Regions from separate parts of the Mus musculus genome. Here all the other regions are linked to region 2. Evidence: chromatin contacts called from public HiChIP or PLAC-seq and promoter capture Hi-C data. All regions are on one chromosome and are shown on one strand. Each heading gives the region's core, a stretch centred on a gene start, on an enhancer-like site or on the middle of the called end of the contact. The rest is flanking DNA. Distances are from core to core; before and after follow the strand shown.

What was found. Promoter capture Hi-C pulls out the DNA fragments that hold promoters and counts their contacts. HiChIP or PLAC-seq counts read pairs in DNA pulled down with a chosen protein or histone mark.
Region 1: a contact with region 2 is called in a promoter capture Hi-C map of hippocampal neurons, with 32 times the contacts expected there. The contact joins the enhancer-like site here to the promoter of Sorcs3 in region 2. A contact is called at or near these places in 5 of 39 promoter capture datasets (the 3T3-L1 cell line, cranial neural crest, frontonasal cranial neural crest and 2 more), 1 of 484 Hi-C or Micro-C datasets (cerebral cortex), 6 of 115 datasets of contacts at active chromatin or transcription factors (embryonic forebrain, embryonic hindbrain, embryonic limb bud and 3 more) and 1 of 9 other capture datasets (embryonic stem cells).
Region 3: a contact with region 2 is called in a promoter capture Hi-C map of hippocampal neurons, with 13 times the contacts expected there. The contact joins the enhancer-like site here to the promoter of Sorcs3 in region 2. A contact is called at or near these places in 3 of 39 promoter capture datasets (the 3T3-L1 cell line, cranial neural crest and hippocampal neurons) and 5 of 115 datasets of contacts at active chromatin or transcription factors (embryonic forebrain, embryonic hindbrain, embryonic limb bud and 2 more).
Region 4: an H3K4me3 HiChIP or PLAC-seq map of forebrain shows a contact between it and region 2, with 11 times the contacts expected there. The contact joins the enhancer-like site here to the promoter of Sorcs3 in region 2. A contact is called at or near these places in 2 of 39 promoter capture datasets (hippocampal neurons and liver), 2 of 115 datasets of contacts at active chromatin or transcription factors (embryonic forebrain and forebrain) and 1 of 9 other capture datasets (embryonic stem cells).

The regions. Positions count from the first base shown.
Region 1 is chr19:49,538,296-49,540,995 of GRCm38.p6, forward strand. No RefSeq gene overlaps it. Among named protein-coding and RNA genes, the nearest start is that of Gm26629, 1.1 Mb to the right of the region's middle. Within about 2 kb of position 1,391, at least 1 of the 459 cell types and tissues checked has an H3K27ac peak or open chromatin away from gene starts, as enhancers often do. A contact at or near this core is called in hippocampal neurons, where this site is marked.
Region 2 is chr19:48,204,764-48,207,634 of GRCm38.p6, forward strand. Sorcs3 (sortilin-related VPS10 domain containing receptor 3) reads left to right here and starts at 1,262. Exons shown (of 27, transcript NM_025696.3): 1 at 1,262-2,034. The coding sequence starts at 1,417.
Region 3 is chr19:49,563,782-49,566,561 of GRCm38.p6, forward strand. No RefSeq gene overlaps it. Among named protein-coding and RNA genes, the nearest start is that of Gm26629, 1.1 Mb to the right of the region's middle. Within about 2 kb of position 1,395, at least 6 of the 459 cell types and tissues checked have an H3K27ac peak or open chromatin away from gene starts, as enhancers often do. A contact at or near this core is called in hippocampal neurons, where this site is marked.
Region 4 is chr19:49,859,529-49,862,228 of GRCm38.p6, forward strand. No RefSeq gene overlaps it. Among named protein-coding and RNA genes, the nearest start is that of Gm26629, 820 kb to the right of the region's middle. Within about 2 kb of position 1,438, at least 13 of the 459 cell types and tissues checked have an H3K27ac peak or open chromatin away from gene starts, as enhancers often do. A contact at or near this core is called in forebrain and hippocampal neurons, where this site is marked.

The sequences.
Region 1 (2,700 bases), core at 141-2,640, 1.3 Mb after region 2:
CTTCATCTATCTCTCTGTCTTCCCATTGCTTCTGCCGAAGCTGTGACTAATATAGTCGCTACATGCAAGGGACTGAAGATGATTCAAAGTCACTTCTGCTTGATCCTCAGATCTATTATCTGTTCATCATCTCCATCATCTCCTGAGCTGCATATTCTCCCCTCAAAATATTTATAAAATAGAACATTTCTGAATGAAAATTATATTACCACGATTCTACTAGCTCCTGCCAAAGCACTTTGCATATTGAAGCTCACAGAAAAAGCTGATGGAAAACAAAACACAACCAGTAGTGTTTCTCCTCCCTGGGGTCCACCCAGGAACTGTTCCAACAGAAGCTTTGAGGACTTGGAGGAATTCTGATTGAAGCAGCAATTTTAAGACACACTAGAATTTGAAGTCTGCTCTTCAAGATCCCCCTTCACAAAACCACACGTTTGCAATCCCTGTACTTGAGAATTTGAGGTAGGACGATCATAAATCAAAGGTCATTTTCAGACATACAGCAAGTTTGAGGCCAAGCTATCTTATATAACAAAACAAGAGAAGAAAAATACCTTGCCTGTATTAAACGCCAGCCTTAATCGCAAAGCCCCATTATTTTTCTGTACTATGGCTTTTGAATTTATATGATCTTACTGGATTTTCTAAGATGTATTTATTACTAAATCTTCACATTAAAATTGAAATAAACTTTTTTAAGCAATAGGCTAACGTCACTTAATGAGGCATTTTAATTATTTTTGTTATGTGACTGGAAACTCAACTCCATATCATTGTGATCCCTTTGCCAGCCATAGGAAAAAAATGCTCAGCAGAAAAAAAATGTATGCAAAAGTTAAAGTCTTGCCGGGTGTGGTGGTGCCTGCTTTTAATCCCAGCACTCGGGAGGCAGAGGCAGGCAGATTTCTGAGTTCCAGGACAGCCTGGTCTACAAAGTGAGGTCCAGGACAGCCAGAGCTATACAGAGAAACCTTGTCAAAGAAAAAAAAAAAAGTTAAAGTCTTGTATGGAACATATTTCTTAGCATATTTTTGTTCTTATCATATTATTATCTCTGGAGCTTAATTGTTCCAATCATAAGGGAGTTGTTCGCAACGAAATATATTTTGAATCTCAAATGTCATTTATTTAAATATTTACTTACATCAAACACTGTATCCCTCCTGGTCCCCCCCTCACAGAGCCGGTCCCTACATCCCCCATCCCCATCTCCTCTGACGGGGTGGGTACCCCCCTGTGTTTCCCCACCCTGATGCATCATTCTCTGCCAGGGTAGGCACAATCCTCTCCCAATGAGTTTTTTTCACTCCATTGGGAATGGCAACTTTATTTATGTATGGTATCCTCCAGTTGGCCAGCAGAGGGAGTGAGGAGTACTTTGTAAAAAGCATCTTTCCTTTTAGCCGGGCCAGGTCAATGTCGCACAGATTAGCTTCGTTTAGAATCAGTGATTCTCCTCCCAACTGTGTGATGAAGAAGGCATTGCATCTCCTCTTTCTTCCAATTTTATGGACCAGTGTCTCCTCTGTACAGAACCTATTGGAAAGAGCAGTTCGCCATGAACTGTTCACGGCTTTCAAATCAGATTCATCAGTTCACAGTTTATCAATAATTTATTCACACATTCACACGTCCCTTCATTTGTTCACACAGATGGGTATTTAGCAAAGGCTTATGAGCCTGTAACTGTGCAATTAGAAATGAATCACGTTTGCAGGAGTGTGCAGGAAGATTAAGAAAAATAATAAAAGACTACAGAAATTCAAGGGGTTTGATATATCTTTTAGATGCCAGTTTGAAGTCAGCACCAGAATGATGCTAACAAGCCATTTAATTATCTGACTTCTCATTAGTGATAATTCATTAACAAGCCAATATTGTAGATGTCTGTTAATCACCTTCTGGATATGGCTCCCTCTGGAGGACCGTGAAATGAGCGCCTCAATCTATCAGAACAGCTTTCGATCCTTTCCCTTGCATTAGCTAAACAGCAAAGTGAGTTGACATAGCCACATTTGATCCTTGCAGTGGTCCTGCATGGAAATTTTACCTGGGTGAGTCTTCCACTAACTCTATAGAATAGGGAAGTTCGGGAGCTGGGAGCTGCTGAGTAAACGGAATTAGAATATACGTTCCTGATTTCTAATACAGTCTTTCAAGTACATTCCCACAAAGTCATGAACTAGAAACTTACTCCTAAAACTCATATTGATGGCACCTGGAGGTGGGGCCTCTGGGAGGTACTTAGAGTTAAATGAGGTATAGAACCTCTATGATAAGATTAGTGGTGTTATATAAGTCAAAGAGAAACTAGAACAAGGTCATCTCATTCTATCCTTACTGATGTCCTCTCTCATAGCATCTGAAAAGGGTTTGGAGCCTGAAAATTCGACAAAGGACTTCTTAGCTCTCAAAACTGTGAGAAACCTGTTTATTTTCTTTATAAATAAGACAGCCTGTGAGATTCTATTATAGTAGGAAAACGTAGACTGAGTCACCCAGCTCTTATCTATTAAGAGAGCCTTCCAATACTTAAAAATCATTTTTTTCTTATTCAATCTGATAGAGAGACTGATACCCTTGTCTCATTTAGTGTAGTTACAAACTTATTTTGCTTCCACAAGTACAGGGTATCTAGTATCTGGCTTGAAATTAACAGTGTTTAAAATGGAATATAAAAAGGTACTCACTCTATGA
Region 2 (2,871 bases), core at 12-2,511:
TCTGGAAGAGTCCCAGTCGCATCAGGCGCGCATACCCTCCTGCCACGGGGGACAGGGGACCTGATAAATGCTTGCTGCTTTGGGCAGGGGACCTTCCAAATAGTGGCAGACACTTTGAAACAAGTGGCCCTGCTCAAAAGCGCGTCTGGGGGTCAGAAGGGCAAGACCTAGCAGTCCCTGGCAGGAAAACAGGACCTGGATCTACTACTGTCCTCCCACATCTAGTGTAGGGTCCCCAGAATATCAGCCTTTGCTTTGCCCGGCGGCTTTCAGGCTCGCTTTCCAGACCTCCAGGCGGCTTAATCTGATGACGCCCACAGGTGCTGGAGGACCGTGCCTCATGAAGAGGGGTGCTACCCTTGTTCTCCACATTGCCTCTGACCACTCACAGGCTTCTGGATGTGCAAACAGCCTATGCGTGATTCTCGAGCACCCACGGCCGGAGCGCACCTCGCACTCCGCCCCGCCCCGCCCCGCCGCTCTCACTCACACAAGCCAGTGTAAACGCGCACGCAGGGAGCCGCGCGCCCCCGCACACCCAGCAACACCCCCCCCCCCCAGCTCAACCAGGTACCGACCCCCCAGGCGCCCTCCCTCCAGCCCTGGAACACCCTGGTCTCCCTCTCTCCCTCTCTCGCCTGCGCGCACGCACGCGCACGCACGCACTCCCCGCGCCCCCGCACCGGGAGGGGGCGCAGGCCTCCGGGGGCGGGGAGCCCAGAGCAGAGTCGTGGGTCCATCCCGCGCTTGGCTTCAGAGCGGTAGCTCCCGCCTGGCCCTGGTCTCCAGATCGAGAACAGTTGGCAGTGGAGATAATTTACTCCTCCTTCTCCTCCCGGAGACCCTATACTTCCCGCACGCCGTCTCCCGCTCCCAAGAACAGACCGAAGAGTGAATCCCCAAACGCAGCCAGGAGCGGCTTCCCAACTCCGCGCCCGAAGCTGGCTGGCTGGTGGTTGGATTTCCGAAAGACTCCGGATAAGGGTCTGCTGTGAGCCCCCCCCCCCCCTCCTCCAAGATCCAGCTAGCGTTGCCCATTTTAAGAGGATTTCCCTATTCCCTCTGAACACTCCTTTTCACAAATTTTTTAAAAGAGGTCGGTGGAAAAGATTGGGAGGGGGGGCATTTTAACAACAGCATCAAACCGGCCAGAGCATCGAGAGAGCATTTAATAAACTGCCTTTGGGTTTTGGAATCACCCTCTGGACCTGGGAGCAAGCGATCCAGAGGGGAAGAGTGTAAGGGACAGGCGAACCACCTCCTTCCCGGCCGCCCCCTCCTCATTCCCCTGACACACTCGCTAGCTTGCTTGCCGGCGCGCGCATCCCTCCAGCACCCCCCACCCCCCCTCCATCGGACCCGCACCTCGGCGGGCGCCACACACTCGGCAGCCCGAGCCGTGGTAGCCGCAGCGGGATGGAGGCGGCAGGCACTGAGCGCCCCGCAGGCTGGCCCGGGGCACCCCTCGCCCGGACTGGGCTGCTGCTCTTGTCAACATGGGTCCTGGCCGGCGCCGAGATCACTTGGGGCGCGACAGGAGGTCCGGGGCGCCTGGTGTCCCCGGCTTCACGACCACCAGTGTTGCCTCCTCTCTTGCCACGGGCAGCGGAGAACCGGTGGCCTGAGGAGCTGGCATCTGCACGGAGAGCCGCTGCACCGAGACGCCGGTCCAGGCTAGAGCCACTATCCCAGGCGAGCCGCGGGGAGATACGGACTGAAGCTGCGGGAATGTCGCCTGAAGGCGCTAGGTGGGTCCCGGGCATTCCATCTCCTAGCCAGGCGGGCAGTGCGAGGAGGACTCGCCGGGCGCAGCCCCCAAGCCCCCTGGAGCGCGGGGACTCTTGGGCTACTGCTCTCGCAGATGGTGCCAAAGGAAGCCGTCCTCACACCAAGGGTTCGCGAGAGGAGGTGAGGGCGACGCGGACTGGAGGAGCGTCCACTGAGGAGCTCCGGCTGCCCAGCACGTCTTTTGCACTGACCGGGGACTCGGCTCATAACCAAGCCATGGTGCACTGGTCGGGACACAACAGCAGTGTGAGTACCCATCTGGCACAGATCGCTAGTCTCCTGACAGCCGAGGGTAACGGTAATGGGAGGCGGGGGGTGGTGGGGGGGGGGGTGAGGAGAGGGGCGAGGGACAGATAGTTTCTCAGGGTCCAGAAGGAGAATCAGAATCCCCGGACTTTTAGAGAGGGGTTTGTCCTGCCCACTTCACGCCCCCAACAGGTTAGCCGAGTTTTGTTATAAGATGGCGTGTGCATCTGTTTACTGAAGACCCCAGTACTGAGGCTGTCTGGAGGGCTAAGAGGAAAGTGTGTCTTAAAAGCTGTCTGGGTGAGGAATCTGGTCACTCTCTCCCGCATCCAGGTCGGAGAGTGACTTTTTCTTTTCTGGGGAAAGGATGGATGCTTGAATTCGTGAGTGTAAACATGGGCTGATGTGGAGAAATCTCTAGACAAATTCCCGAGACTGGAGGAGCTCCCTTTTAGCCCTGGGGTCATGTGAAGGGAACCAGGGAGCTAGGGAGACTGAGGCCACAGGGACAGCAGAACACTTGTTCATTTTGGGGTCGCTGCTCAGCACATGACGTTCTAGCCAGGCTGGGAGCCGGGCTGCATCATCCAAGCTGGAAGGCTTTCCTAGTGGGGGCAGGCAGGGAAAAAAGTTTAAGGCGTGAAGCGAATTTCCACACCCTTTTCCTACTGCTTATCCTCGTGCTCCTGCTCGCTCTGCACGCACGAGTAGGGGAGCAGAAAACTCACTTTTGCCTCTGTGTCCTGCTTCACAAATGGCTCAGGGACTCTGGGATCAAAGTTGAGACCCTGCCCTTTCTGAGCACATCTCTTCCCCCTTTTCCCTTGCCATCTGGGC
Region 3 (2,780 bases), core at 145-2,644, 1.4 Mb after region 2:
GCATTTGGCATCTATTCTTGCTGCCACAACTACATCTTTCTCATATAATTATCTCTGCATAATGCAGAACTCAGTATTTACTTGGAAGTCTGTGCATTCATCTTAGTTTTCTTTTAATTCAAGAATTTAAGCTCATTAGAAGAACTCTACATTTTTTCCCTCAGAGAATCTGTTTAAAAAATGTACTCAATGGCAATGGTGTATGTTTTATTTTAAGAAATCTAAGTTCTCACACGAAATTAACATAAAGTAAGATTTAATCAAGCAACATTTAGGAGGAAAGAGATCATGTTCATATGGTTGGGAGTTTACAGAAACATTCCCTGGGATGCTACAATTTGAGAACAGATACAGTCCCAGCTTTGAATGCAAGTAAAATTGAAATACTAGTTGACAGAGACTGGTATTAGAAAACTCAGATTCTACTCACATAAAAGTCTACATAGTCATTTATATGGAAACATTATAACACGTGTGTGTAAGTTTTAAGTGTGTATATTCTTTTTTTCTGGGGTTTATCTCTTCACTGAGAGGCTGGCATTGATCTCATTCATGTCAAGCTCAACTCCATTTCTGCCAGCCCACATCAACTCATTCATTCCGAACTGGTCTTAAAGGGAGTACATGCAATTGCCCACAGATGGAAGGACTCATATAAGGACTCACACTCCTTTCTCCTTTAATGGTTGGCTATTCTCTGTCTGTCTGCATATTTACCTGTGGATTGGGCAGTGACAACGACAGTTCATCTGACTTATAAACTAATCGGCTGAATTACTTCGAAAACAAAAACGTGACACTCTTGAAGAAGCACCTAGTAAAATGACCTAGTCTGCCAAGTGATTGGGTTGTACTTAAACCACAGACAGGCAAGTGGCTAACCTAGTGACGCTCGGTTAGTGGCTTTTTCTACTTTTTCCATATGTATGTCTTTCCCAAAGGGAGATCTAAATTGACCTTATCCTCTGCCACTCAGACTTGAAGAGCATTGAGTTGTAATATTTCGCTTTGGTTTCCTAACTGACCTCAGGGCTCAGTTCAGAATTTTTTTTTTTTTCCAAAGAGAACACTCCCACGGCATATTCCGTAGGCAGCTCTACTGAAGCATAAGTTAGTTGTGATTCCTAGAACCATCAGGGAGAAGCTAACAGTCAAGAAAACACTACTCCTGGGGCTGGCCTCTGAGCTTGTCATCTTGCTCCCTTAGCCCTGGACGAACCAAGAAATGGTTCATAAACCCCTGTCTGAGCTGCAAGGGAAACAAGGAACGTGTGCTTTGCATCGGATGCTAGCCCTGCCGTTTCCATTCAAAATTTGCTTCTGAGCAGACCAAAGAAATCACAGGATGAGGCTGTGCTCAATTATACATTCAAATTGCCTGTATTTAAAAAACTCTAAAAACAGTAATGACTTAATTAAGCTGGTAGCTTTATGGCATGCTTCTTCTCACAGCCTAATTCCAAATCCTTTAGTTCCACCGAGAAGTGTGGCGATTGGGCTGCAAGGAGGCAAGGTCTAAGACAGGAAATAAGTCATGGAAGGATCAAATCTCTAGACCTTTGGAGACCATAAAACAAGGTTCTGGGGAAGGAGAAGGAATTAATTTAGATTCCAGGGGGGATTAGAGTGAGTTTTCATGTGGTGAAGTCAGCCCTAGAGTTCAACAGCCAAAGAGGAGACATTCAGAAAACAGAAGACAGGTCTGTGTAGCAGCAGTATGGCTCGGGTGTTAAACTTGTCCAAAAGGCATCCTTCCTTTCCTGGCTCTCCGCGTCCATGTGCTTTGTAGCTAAGCATTTTACTGTCTTTAAATGGCCCTTTTGTCTTCACACAAAAGTGTTTGGTTCAGCTGAAAGGTGAACACAGGCCTAATGGATAGGGCTTATTGAGCTTCAAGCATTCTTTATAGGACCACTGTTGGATGTTTGTAAAAATCTGTTGTTTGGGCCTCTGTTGGGGGTCTTTGTGTATTTTTATGTATTTCAAGACTTAAGATTTTGAGAAATTTACTTCTGAGCTGGAGAGATGAATTACTAGGTAAGAAAATTTGCTTATAGAGACCTCTGGTTCTGTGCCTTTCACTTACATGGTACCCACAGCCTTATTAACTCCAGTTCCAAGGGATCCTTCGTCATCTCCTAGCCTGTTTGGGCACCTGCCTTGCATGCAGGGTGAATGCTCATACACATAAAACATGGGAAGAAAACGAATCTTTGAAAGAGAATTGTTGCGTGTCCAACTCGACCAGCAAGGAAAACACAACCACTGGTTCTTCTTAAAGCAGTTTACTCAGGCAGCTTCTCTCTTCAAATCCCCTGCCTCTCTGGTTACAAGTGTTTTTTTCCCACTCCAGCCACAACCACGCCCCCACCAATCACCACAGGTCACATCACCTCACCAGGCAGGCTTGCTCAGCCAATCAGGGATTAAGGGCGGGCCATCTACCAAATATGGGCTTATTTACTGCCTGGACTAGATTTCCATCTGGCTGGCCAGGGAGTCCGGAATGGCTTCCCACAGAGAATGAAAATTATTCCTCACCAAATGAATTATATTTTTTTCTAAGATATCATGTCTTAATAATAATATAATATTAAACCAGTAATTTCATTTTTCCTATGCTAAATTTGCACCATAATGTTAAGCTTCATCTCACAAATTTGCCAGGATTTAACAAAATAATGTAAATAAGACATTTAAACTTCTTACCTGAGTCTTCATCACTCACAAACTTTCTTTGAGAATAACAACAGTGGTTCCTGTTATTGCTCGGATCTTCT
Region 4 (2,700 bases), core at 188-2,687, 1.7 Mb after region 2:
GACAAAACAGTTGCAAAGTGGAATTTAGAAAATATAGCTTTCTATAATAGTTTTAGAAGGTAGAGATATGACTCAATAGTTAAGAGCACTCGCTGCTACTGCAGAGGATCTGTCATGTACAAGGCAGTTCACAAACATCTATAATAGTAGGATCAGGGTATCCGATGCTCTCTTTTGCCTCTGAGAATATAGTAGGCATGTGGAACATAAACATACATGTAGATAAACCTCATGTACATAAAATACAAATAAACATTTTTAAAAAGCATGACTTTAAAGCATAAATTCATTCTTGTGTGTTCTTTTCAAGTCAGCATAAAGTGTTCTTGATAGCTCAAGATTCCCACGTTAGTCTTTATATTGCTTTGTTACTATTAAGAATATTTAAAATTTTTTCAATGTCACTTAAGACAGAATTATATAATGATATTCTTAGATGCATAGGTTTCTTTTGCATATATTTTCTTATTCTCTTGTCATACAGATCTTTCTCTTGTTTGGTTAGAGTTACTCTAAGATTTTTTTTTATTATTTTTGAATATTTTGAAGGGTGTTGCTTCTGTATTTTCTTTCTCTGTCCATTTATCATTTGTATAAAGGAAGGCTACTGAATTATTTGAGTTAATTTTATGGACAGTCACTTTGCAGAATCTGTTTATCAGCTATAGATGTTCTCTGATAGAATTTTGGGGGTTGCTTGTTTCTAATATTTTAATAAATATTCTAAAAAATGGAATTAATTTTGATTACTTATCATTTTCAGGTGACTTGGGAATTAAATTTGATGTTGGATTACAAGAGCCCTCATTTTAAGAAAGGCTAACTCAAGTAACATTGTATGAGCTGTATAAACTATATGGGTTATATTTAGGAATATATATATGAAATACATATATATGTGTATTTAGAATATATTATAACAATTATTGAAAAAAAAAGAAGTCATGAATCTGAAGGAGGGCAAAGAGGGATATATGAGGGGGCTTGGGAAAGGAAAGAGGAAGGAGAAAGGTTATAATTATATTAAAATCTCAAAAACTAAAATTAAAAGAAAAAGAAAAGAAAGGGCAGTTATTTCATGAAGAAATTCCTCTGTTTCCAATGATGCTTTCTGATTTTTTTCAAAAAAAACATATACCACACATTAAAACTGAGATTTCTTACCTGTTATTAGTACTGGCTGCCAGCCTACCCATAGGAAAGTCCTTCGCTAGTTCTGCCACACAAGCCTGTTCTGGGGGAACTGGAAAAAGGTGCGTGCTTACTGAAATCTGTGGGGTAGGGACTAGGAGTCAGTTGACAGAGGCAACCTGGCTTTGGGAAGCCATTTACTGCAGATGATACTACAGGAGACAGAAAAGGCTGAACAAAGAGGAGCTACTATCACCATGTGTGCAAAAAGAGCTAGTTCCTTGCAGCGAAGCTCTGCGGCTGCTGCTACTTCAGGACAAAGCAGTCCATCCGCTCATGCGTCTCATCTGCTCACTGCAGCACAGAGCGTGTTTCCATAGAAGGGAGACTATTTTCAGCTCAGAGAAATCCAGTTTTATCTGCTCAGCTACAGAGTGTCTTTAAAGAAACATACTTGTTGAACGGACAAAGGAGAGAGGATAAGAACAGGGGTAGAAGAAAGCAGACTCATGCATAAAAACTTAGCTTCCAGGCTCAGGGCAAAGTACCCACCTGTGGTGTGATAAGATTTTTGAAAATAAAGGATTACTATTGCCACATTGCAGGCACTCAATTACAGATCTTCGAGTGACTGGAAGAGGATGATGCTAGAAGTTTATAAACATGACCACTACGAGGAATTGCTAAGCTACCATGTAATCTGAAAGGTGTAACCAGAGACTATGTCACCATCAGTATGAATTTCCTTTCCAGTGGCTGATCAGGATTGCCCACCAGTCAACTTTCGCCTTGTGCTTCTTATCACTACATAGTCTACAGCCCAGCATCTCTGGCTCTCCTTTGTGAGTTTTCTGATGACTACCAATAGGAAGTAAATTATATGGTACAAAAGAAGAAAGAGAGAAAGAGAGTATGGATTGGCAGTAGCTACCAATTAGTTGGTAAGAGATTAGTTCCTTATATTGATACATAAGGTATCTCGTTTATTAATGTATCCACAAAGTGAACATTAAAGATCTTCAAAACACATTTTAAAACGTTCAAATTAAACTATTTGCTGTTTAATTGCCAGTCACATGTCTTTAACACGAATATGTTTAAAGTGTGTGTCTTTAAATAAACACCTCCACTGGGATCACACACGTCTGAAATCAGTTCCCCATAATGGTAGCCTCTGAATGGAGCCCATAGTGCCACCCTTACCCTTCCCAGCCTTAGAGAGAGTCTGAAACCCAGCTGAAGGTGAGGAAGGCTTTGCCTACATCAGGGGTTATTACTGAATAGCAACTTACAGTAACCATTTTATCATATCCCTTTGGTAAGTGGTAACTATCAAGAGAAGTATCCATTTATTTAGATTTTCCAATTTGGTGGAGTACACATTTTTAAAGTATGTCTTTAAGATTCTCTAGATTTCCTTTGTGTTTCATGGTATGCCCTGCCTTTTAGTTTTTAATTTTCTTAATTTAGATATTCCCTCTGTGTGTTTTAAAGCTTGGATAGGGGTTTGTCTATGTTGTTCATTTTCTCAAAGAACCAACTTTTTGTGCCATGAATTCTCTGTGTTGT